2 separate regions of the Mus musculus genome follow, and region 1 is linked to region 2. Evidence: chromatin contacts called from public ChIA-PET data. All regions are on one chromosome and are shown on one strand. Each heading gives the region's core, a stretch centred on a gene start, on an enhancer-like site or on the middle of the called end of the contact. The rest is flanking DNA. Distances are from core to core; before and after follow the strand shown.

Evidence for each region. ChIA-PET counts read pairs in DNA pulled down with a chosen protein or histone mark.
Region 1: an RNA polymerase II ChIA-PET map of memory CD8 T cells shows a contact between it and region 2, with 20 read pairs. The contact joins two enhancer-like sites. A contact is called at or near these places in 3 of 39 promoter capture datasets (liver and stem cell-derived epiblast-like cells), 8 of 484 Hi-C or Micro-C datasets (embryonic stem cells, granulocyte-monocyte progenitors, nephron progenitors and 1 more) and 2 of 115 datasets of contacts at active chromatin or transcription factors (embryonic stem cells and memory CD8 T cells).

The regions. Positions count from the first base shown.
Region 1 is chr7:122,937,824-122,942,053 of GRCm38.p6, forward strand. It overlaps Gm39083 (a long non-coding RNA gene), which reads left to right. Exons shown (of 3, transcript XR_869924.1): 2 at 2,033-2,081; 3 at 2,256-2,535. Among named protein-coding and RNA genes, the nearest start is that of Gm39083, 4.1 kb to the left of the region's middle. Within about 2 kb of position 2,683, at least 130 of the 459 cell types and tissues checked have an H3K27ac peak or open chromatin away from gene starts, as enhancers often do. A contact at or near this core is called in memory CD8 T cells, where this site is marked.
Region 2 is chr7:123,023,986-123,028,027 of GRCm38.p6, forward strand. No RefSeq gene overlaps it. Among named protein-coding and RNA genes, the nearest start is that of Rbbp6, 55 kb to the left of the region's middle. Within about 2 kb of position 1,321, at least 27 of the 459 cell types and tissues checked have an H3K27ac peak or open chromatin away from gene starts, as enhancers often do. A contact at or near this core is called in memory CD8 T cells, where this site is marked.

The DNA of each region.
Region 1 (4,230 bases), core at 1,433-3,932, 85 kb before region 2:
CTTCCTTCAGTTAAGCCCACCTCCTTACCTCTCACCACTTCCCAGGATTGCCACCATGATGCAAATCCATCAAGGGGATAGTGTATTAATTACGTCAGAGACCTAAGAAGCCAGTCACTTCCCAGAGCCCATCAGCTGGCAACCAAGTCCCCAGTACGTGGGCCCTCCTGTAGCCCCAGTACGCAGGCTGCTTCATAGACACACAATAATGATGCCTATGTAATAGAATACTGAGATGATCCATTCATGATGCTACCAAGACTCCAGTCTAGGAATGATACCTTGCAGATTAAAATGTTGTCCATCAAGATATGATACACACTCTGAGCCAACAACCTGTAGATGGTAGTGCCCCCTTAACACAATACAGAGACCTAAAATCTAACAGGCAGACATGTTGTCTCTACCACCACTCCCAACAGCACACTTAGAGAATCTAGATCACCTCTCTCCCTGAAACCTTAAATCCTGCAGTTTGAGGCCCTGATTCTCTTGGGGGGGAGACAGTTCTACTGAATGAGACCGTAATCATCCCTCTAAGCTGAAGCCTGATCACCTGGAGCTCTGAGCACCAGTAGCCTAGCAACAGAAGATGGTGCCACTATCCCAGTAGAGCTAATTGGTTGTCATTATCAAAAAGACCCCAAATCTCTGCTATGCAATGAAGACAGAGTGGAGATGTTTCTAATGCAGAGAGGACTTACTAAAAAAATTCTGTGTTCTGAGCTAGTTTCACCTGTGAAAAGGCAGTCACAGCAATCCAGCCTGCTTTGAGCTTCACACCAGAAGCTCAGAGCCCTCAGGCATGAAATCTGGGTTAAAGCACCAGGCAAGCAAAAAAGAGCAAAGGAGCACAGGAAAAGATGCTCATCATCACCGGTCATTAGGGGCATTCTAATCAAAGCCACTGTGGCTTACCGTCCTCACCAGGAGGCCGTGATCAGGAAGAAAGACAAGTAAGTGCTGGTGCGCGTGGAGAGAAACTGGACCGGAGCCTTCTTATGCCGCTGGAGGGATGCAGAAAGGAGCAGCCTCTTTGTGGAAAAGTTTGACAGTTTCTTAAATTATAAAACACGGGGTTACCATAGAACCCAGAAATTCTGCTCCTGGCTATATATATCTAAGGGAAATTCATACACATGTCTACACAAAAAAAAGCACACAAGTATTCACAGCTGCCAAACATCTATTGTTCATGATATCAAAAAGGTAAAGACGGCTGGTGAGATGGCTCAGTGGGTAAGAGCACCCGACTGCTCTTCCGAAGGTCCAGAGTTCAAATCCCAGCAACCACATGGTGGCTCACAACCATCCGTAACGAGATCTGACTCCCTCTTCTGGAGTGTCTGAAGACAGCTATAATGTACTTCCATATAATAAATAAATAAATCTAAAAAAAAAAGGTAAAGACAAGTCCAATATCTATCTTCAAGGGTTAATAAGGTACTGTCATGATCCAATGTGTTTCAGCCATGAAAAGGCATGAACAAAGCAGAAGTGGGGGCTTCCTAGTGAAAGAAAGGGAACCAGCCGCAGACAGGAAGGAACTGGGGGTGGGAAATAAAATACAGTGAAGTATAATGCCACATCCGTATGAAAATGTCTTGAAACCCTTATTTGTTATACTGTCTTAAACGATTAGCTTCTTTAAAACATGTCTTAAAAGAGTCATTAACTGGTGGTTTAGTTTAGTGTGTAAAAGTACCTGCCACACAGCCTGGACTCAATCCCTAGAACTCAGAAAACTAGATACAGTGGCTCACATCTGTAATCTCAGCACTTCCATGAGATATTCTCTCTCTCTCTCTCTCTCTCTCTCTCTCTCTCTCACGCACACACACACACACACACACACACACACACACACACACACACACACAGAGAGAGAGAGAGTAGTGGTAATAATAAATAAAATAAAACCAGTCTATAATAAAAGCAGCCATTGTGTCAACACCTCCCTATAGAGACATAGATGTAGATATAGTTGTATACAAGACAACTCTGAACGGCATTTTCCTTACTTTCTCCCCAGGTTTCTCTGTGGTGTTTGGAACCCAGTTGCCCCAACAATGACCTGCTCGGTAACCTTCCTAATGGGCCTCTCTCCCTCCTGGTGCCTCCGTGTCTCTGTCCCATAGTAGTGGTTCTTTGGATTAACACACACACACACACACACACACACAGATGATGATGATGGTGATGATGATGATGATGATGCAATTAGTTTTAAAGATGTCTTTAATTTGTCCTTTCAGCAACCTAAACCAAAGGAGATCTATAGTCTTCTCTTGAATTCCTTCCTGGTCACAGGAAGGAGGTAGAAGATGGCTGTCTGTGTGGGAACTTTCCAGGGTCTCCTTGGCTTCAGCCCACCTCCAGCCACTGTCAATATACCTACCCTACTTTGCCACATCAGAAAGCAGCAGCGCCATGAAGGATTCCTGGTATCTCATTTGATCGAGGCCATGAAATTTCTAACCCTAACTGCATCAGGCGACTCAATTGTCAGCAGGGAAAGGCAAGAGGAAACGGTTAAATCTTAATTTCTGACCTCCTTAAAAACCAAAAACTAAAATGCAACGCAAGACGTTAACAGAGGGGAAACTCCACGAGCTCTTTCTGATTGGTACAAAGCACGGGACCAACCTTCGTGAATACCACACCCAGCAGGATGTTTAGCAGTCAAAGGATAAGCACACCAGCTCCTGCAATTGCTATTCATCTGAGCCTCTCTTGTTCTACCACTCATAGCATCCGACTGAAAGCGAAAGTGTAAATGTGTCGGGGGTTGGTCTGAGGCTGGTAGGCTTTTAAATGTTAAATACTACCCCCAAGATCTAGTTGCCCAAGGCAAGCAGATCCTCACATTCAACAAGTAAACTTTTTTTTTTACTCTATGTAAACCTTGCTCCCTACTTTAATATTATTTGATTAATAAAAGGCTAGAGCCTGTGACTGGGCAATAGAGAGACAAGCAGGACTTGAGGATCGAGTGAGGGGTTTCAGGAGAGACCAGAAGGAGGAGGAGAAAGGAGGTAGAGAGAGGGGAAGGTTGCCATGAGGGAGGTGGAGCCTGAGGACAGGCGGATGGGACAGAGATATCCGGGACTGAGACTCAAACAGCAAGGAACAAGGGACATTTGACTGGGATTTAAGTTAGAATAGCTCACAGCCTGCCCAATCTGGGCTTAGAGCTTGTAAATTATCAGGATTTTGTACCTTTTATTCGGGCTAGCTGGAATAAATAATTCATTTACATAAATGTATCATCATTTTTAGACATTAGTGACCTCGCTGTAGGAAATCCTGCAAATTCCCACACCACAGAAACTATTAGTGCTAATAAATTCAGCAAGTGTACGCGGTAGCAGCAGGACACACAAACGCAGTCAGCTGTGTTTCCATACATCAGCACCGGGTAACCTGAAAACTCAATTAGGAAAACAATTCCACTTATAATAGCATCAAATTGAATACAACACTTTGGAACAAATTTAACCCAGGAGGTATGAAAATCGGCCACTGAAAACTCTAATATGTCAGTGAGATAAATTAAACAAGGCTGGCATTAGTGAAACAGAAAACACGACAGGGCTACCCAAGCATGCAATAGGTACAAAAAGCCCAACAACCTTTTTCTGTACATATTTGTGTGAGTGGACTGTGAGTGTGTTTTTCTCACCTGTACAGAGGCACGTGCATTCGTTGGTGCACATAGAACGGGTGCCAGTCACTCTCCAGCTCCTCAATCCAGGCAGTGTCTCACTTGACCCCGGACTTGCCTGCTCTGGGGACTCCCCAGTGCTGGGGTTATAAACTGGTCATCAAGCCCATGTGGTATTGATGTGTGTGCTGGGGGAGTCCAAACCCCAGCCTTCACGCTTGCTGAACAAGCAGAGTACCCACTGGGCCGTCACACCAGCCCCTCCACAACTTTTTTTTTGACAAATGTGGGAAACTTGACTCTAAAACTCACATGGAATGAGAAGAGCCCCCGAGTAACTGAATTCTTTACAAAGAAAACCCTCAAACAGAACATGGTGGCTCAAATCTGGAACACCAAGACTCCGGAGATGGAAACAGGAGGGTCAGGATCCAAGTGATCTTTACTTATAAATATATAAGAATAGAGTTAGAGAGAGGGAGTATGGGGCCAACCTGAGCTACCTGAGACCAGGTCAAAAGAAGAAACAAAGCAAAAGTTGAGTTTAAGGAATCGAAGTTTGTTGT
Region 2 (4,042 bases), core at 71-2,570:
TATAGATAACAGCTTGTGTTTTCATTGATGCTAGTGTTTAGTTTTCTGTTCCATCGATCTCTGTACATCCTTCCAAAAGAAAAGCCCTTCCCTCTGGTTTTCTGTCCTCTATCCCCCTGCCTCTCCCCACCCCATTCCACATCCCCGGCCCCATAGAATTCCTAAGATGCTGCTGTTCCCATAAATATATTTACACAACATATATTTTAGTCACTTAGTACAGTTTTTAAAAATGTTCCTCCACGCTGACACCTGCATCACTGTTGAATTTCTTTCTCCAGTTGTATGCATATTCCACATCTTGCTGATCCAGTCATTAGATGATGGACATTTGAGGTGTTTTGCCTTTTCCTCTTGGGATAATGCTGCTGTGAGTACTCCTGTATAAATCTGGCATAAACAGATGTTTCCATTTCATCTAGGTAAATACTTGTATTCAGAATTACTGGGTCTGTTGGAGCTGTGTGTTTAACTTTCTCTAATCCTTAAAATCAAAACTTGGAATTATATAGGTTTTGTTTGGTTTTTGCTTTGTTTTGAAATAGGGTCTCATAGCCCTGGCTGGCCTAGACACATGAACTCACAGAGATCTTCCTGCCTGCCTTACTTCCTAAGTTCTGGCATTAAAGGTGTGCGTCACCATGGCCACCTTGCTTTTTTTTTTTAATGACTACCCCATATTGCCCCACTCCGACCGACCCCTTGGGACAGTCTAATAGCTCCGCACACCCTGAGATTCTCTTATGGAGCCTAGGCTGGCCTTGCCCTGAGCACACATTCCTCCTGCCGTCCCTTCCCAAATGCTGGGGTGGCAGGGCCTGCAGCACCATACTCGTCGGCTTTGTTACATGTAACCGTTTGTTACATGTTTTTGTTTTGTTTCTTGTGCTTGCTGTCTGTTCAGCCTTTTAAACCCTGTGTGTCTATGGTTTTCATCTGAGATCTGGGAGCTTTTCAGGCATAGCTCATGACCATGTTTTCTCCATTTCCCTCCCTGCCCTGGGCTCCTTGAGCTTGCCTGGAGCCCACAGATTCTCCATTCACGTCCCAGTCTTCCCTTCTCTCTGTGCGTCTTCTGTGGGGTACTTTCCTTCGCTCTTTTATAATTCTTTTTTTTTTTTTTTTTTTTGCCATTGCTTCTACTTCTTTGTTGTTGTGGGTTTCCTTTTTCTTGTTTTGTTTGCTTGTTTTTTGAGACAGGGTCTCCTTCTCGATGCAGGCTGGCCCAGCCTTTTCTGTGGAAACCCAGGTCAAGAGCCTGGAAAGCGAAACGACTCCTCTGCCTGAGCGGTCAGCGGTCAGCGTTGCCAGGTTACACTTTCTGCTTTCTTGCCTGTATCTGAGACCGGATGGTAGGCATTTTCAGTTTCGTTTTGATGAATCCTTAGGTTTTGGGGGTTCTTGTTACTGTGAAGCAAAGTCTCATGTAGTCCAGGATGGCTTCAAACGCACTAAGTATCAGAGGATAACATGAAACTTCTAATGCCCTTGCCTCCAATCCCAACCTGAGATTACAGACAAGTACCACTTCCACCAGTTTGTGCAATGCTGAAGATGGAACCCAGGGCTTTGTATAATCTAGCTCAACAGTGTATCAGCTGAGCCTCAGCCCTTCCTCCTCCTCTTCCTCCTTCTTCAAATTTACATATTTTATTTTATGTATATGAGTGTTCTGCCTGCATATATGTGTGACACTGTGTGTGTGCCTGGTGCCCCTGGAGGTTAGAAAAGAGCATCAGCTCCCCTGGAACTGCAGTTATGGATGGTTGTGAGCCACCACGTAGGTGCTGGGAATCAAACCCAGCTCTTCTGCAAGAAGCTGCTGCCGCCTCCTCCTCCTCCTCCTCCTCCTCCTCCCCCTCCTCCTTCACCCCCTCCTCTCCTCCTCCTCCTCCTCCCCCTCCTCCCCTCCTCAACCCCCTCCTCCTCTTCCTCATCCCCTTCTCCTCTTCCTCCTTCCCTCTTCCTCTTCCTCCTCTCCTCCTCCTCCTCTTCCTTCTCCTCCTCCTCCTTCTCCTTCTTTTTCTTCTAGATTTTCTCTCCCTTAACTCCTCCCAGATCTTCTGTACCTCTCCACTCACCCAAATCCATACCCTTTGTTGTTCTCTCTCATTAAAAAACAAACAGGCATTTAAAAAAATGATAAAATAAGATCGAAAGGCTTATAGCTGAGTTGCCATTTATTTTTGCAGTGTTCAGAGTATCTCCAGTAGCTTGAACATTAGTCAGTAGGGGCAAAGGCTCTGGGTAGACAGCAGCTCGACTTCTCTGTGCTGAGTGAGTTATATAGCTATCACCTTCAGTAGGAGGGCTTCATCAGTTTGTGGGGAGAAACCAATAGGCTTGGTGGTAGCCTGTGTTGTTAGGGGGTTTCATGGAGCCCCTTTGGCCAACGACATGATTAGATGTAACCCATTCCTGGGCCTGGGGCTTTCAGTGGAAGGCAAGAGATATCTGGATGCAGCTTTTCTCCCTCATTGCTTAGATTTCTTTCATATATGCATATATTTTAAGAAGCCTCTACTGTGCTAGGTTTCTACAGGAGCCCTCGAATGTCCCTTAATTTTAACTGTCCCTCTCCATATACCCTCCCTTGCCCCTCGTCCTTCCCTCTCTTGTTTGATTCTCCCATTCCAGTGCCCCCTCCCCCACCTCTATCTATTCTATTTCCCCTCCCCAGGAAGCATCCCTCACACACACACCCCAGTGCTAGACATAATCTCTGTGGTCATATGGATTGTAGCCTGCTTATCCAAGACTTAGCAGCCCTCATCTACATATAAGCAAATATATACCATATTTGTAGGGTTTTCTTTTTTTGTTTTTGTTTGTTTGTTTGTTTGTTTTCAAGGCAGGGTTTCTCTGTATAGCCCTGGCTGCCCTGGAACTCACTTTGTAGACCAGGCTGGCCTCAAACTCAGAAATCCGCCTACCTCTGCCTCCTAAGCGCTGGGATTAAAGGTGTGCACCACCATCGCCCAGCATATTTGTAGTTTTTGATCTAGGTTACTCCGGATGACTTTTTTCAAGCTCCACCCATTTACCTGAGACTCTCATGATGTTACGTTGTGTAAATGTCCTATATTCTCCTTACCCATTTATCCATTCACGGATATTTAGGCGGTTTGCAAGTTCTGACTATGATGAGCAGAGCCACAATGAATATGGTTGAGCAAGTGCCGCTGTAGCAAGATACAGAGTCCTTTGAGTATGTGCCCAGGAGTGGTGTAGCTGGCTTTTGAGGTAGAGCTATTCCCAGCTTCCACCACCACAATTATCTACATTGTGGCTGTACAAGTTTGCACTCCTACCAGCAAAGGTCAGGTGTCCCCCTTACCCCACATCCTTGCCAGCATGGGCTGTCATTTGTTTTGTTGATCTTGGCCGTTCTGACTGGTGTACTATGAAATCTTAAAGTAGTTTTGGTTTGCATTTCACTAATGACTAAGAATGTTAAACATTTCTTTATATGTTTCTTGGCAAATTGTGTTTCATCTTTTGAGAATTCTGTTTAGATTTGTAAACATTTTTTAATTGTGTTATTTTGTTTCTTGATGTCCAGAGATTTTTTTTGTTTGTTTGTTTGTTTGGTTGGTTGGATTTTGTTGTTGTTATTGTTGTTGTTGCTGTTGCTGTTGTTGTTGTTGCTGCTGCTGTTTCTGCTGCTGCTGTTGGTAGTTGTTTTTAGTTCTTTCTATATCTTAGATAGTAATCTTCTATGCGTGTATAATTGGTAAAGATTATTCCTCATTAAAATATTTTACATTTATTTGTTTTATGGTATGTGTATTAGTGTTTTGCCTGCATGTATGACCTGCGCAGCACGTGTGTGACCAATACCCATGGGATTGGATCTCCTTGAACTGGAGTCACCTATGATTGTGACCACTGTGTGTGTGTTGGGAACTGAACCAGGGTCATCTGGAAGAGCAGCCAGTGCTGCTAACCACTGAGCCATCTCCCCAGCCCCCATTCCTTATTTTTGTTATGTCTGGGTTATAAAAGTAGTATATATTCAAGCATCAAACAAACCCACTTGGTT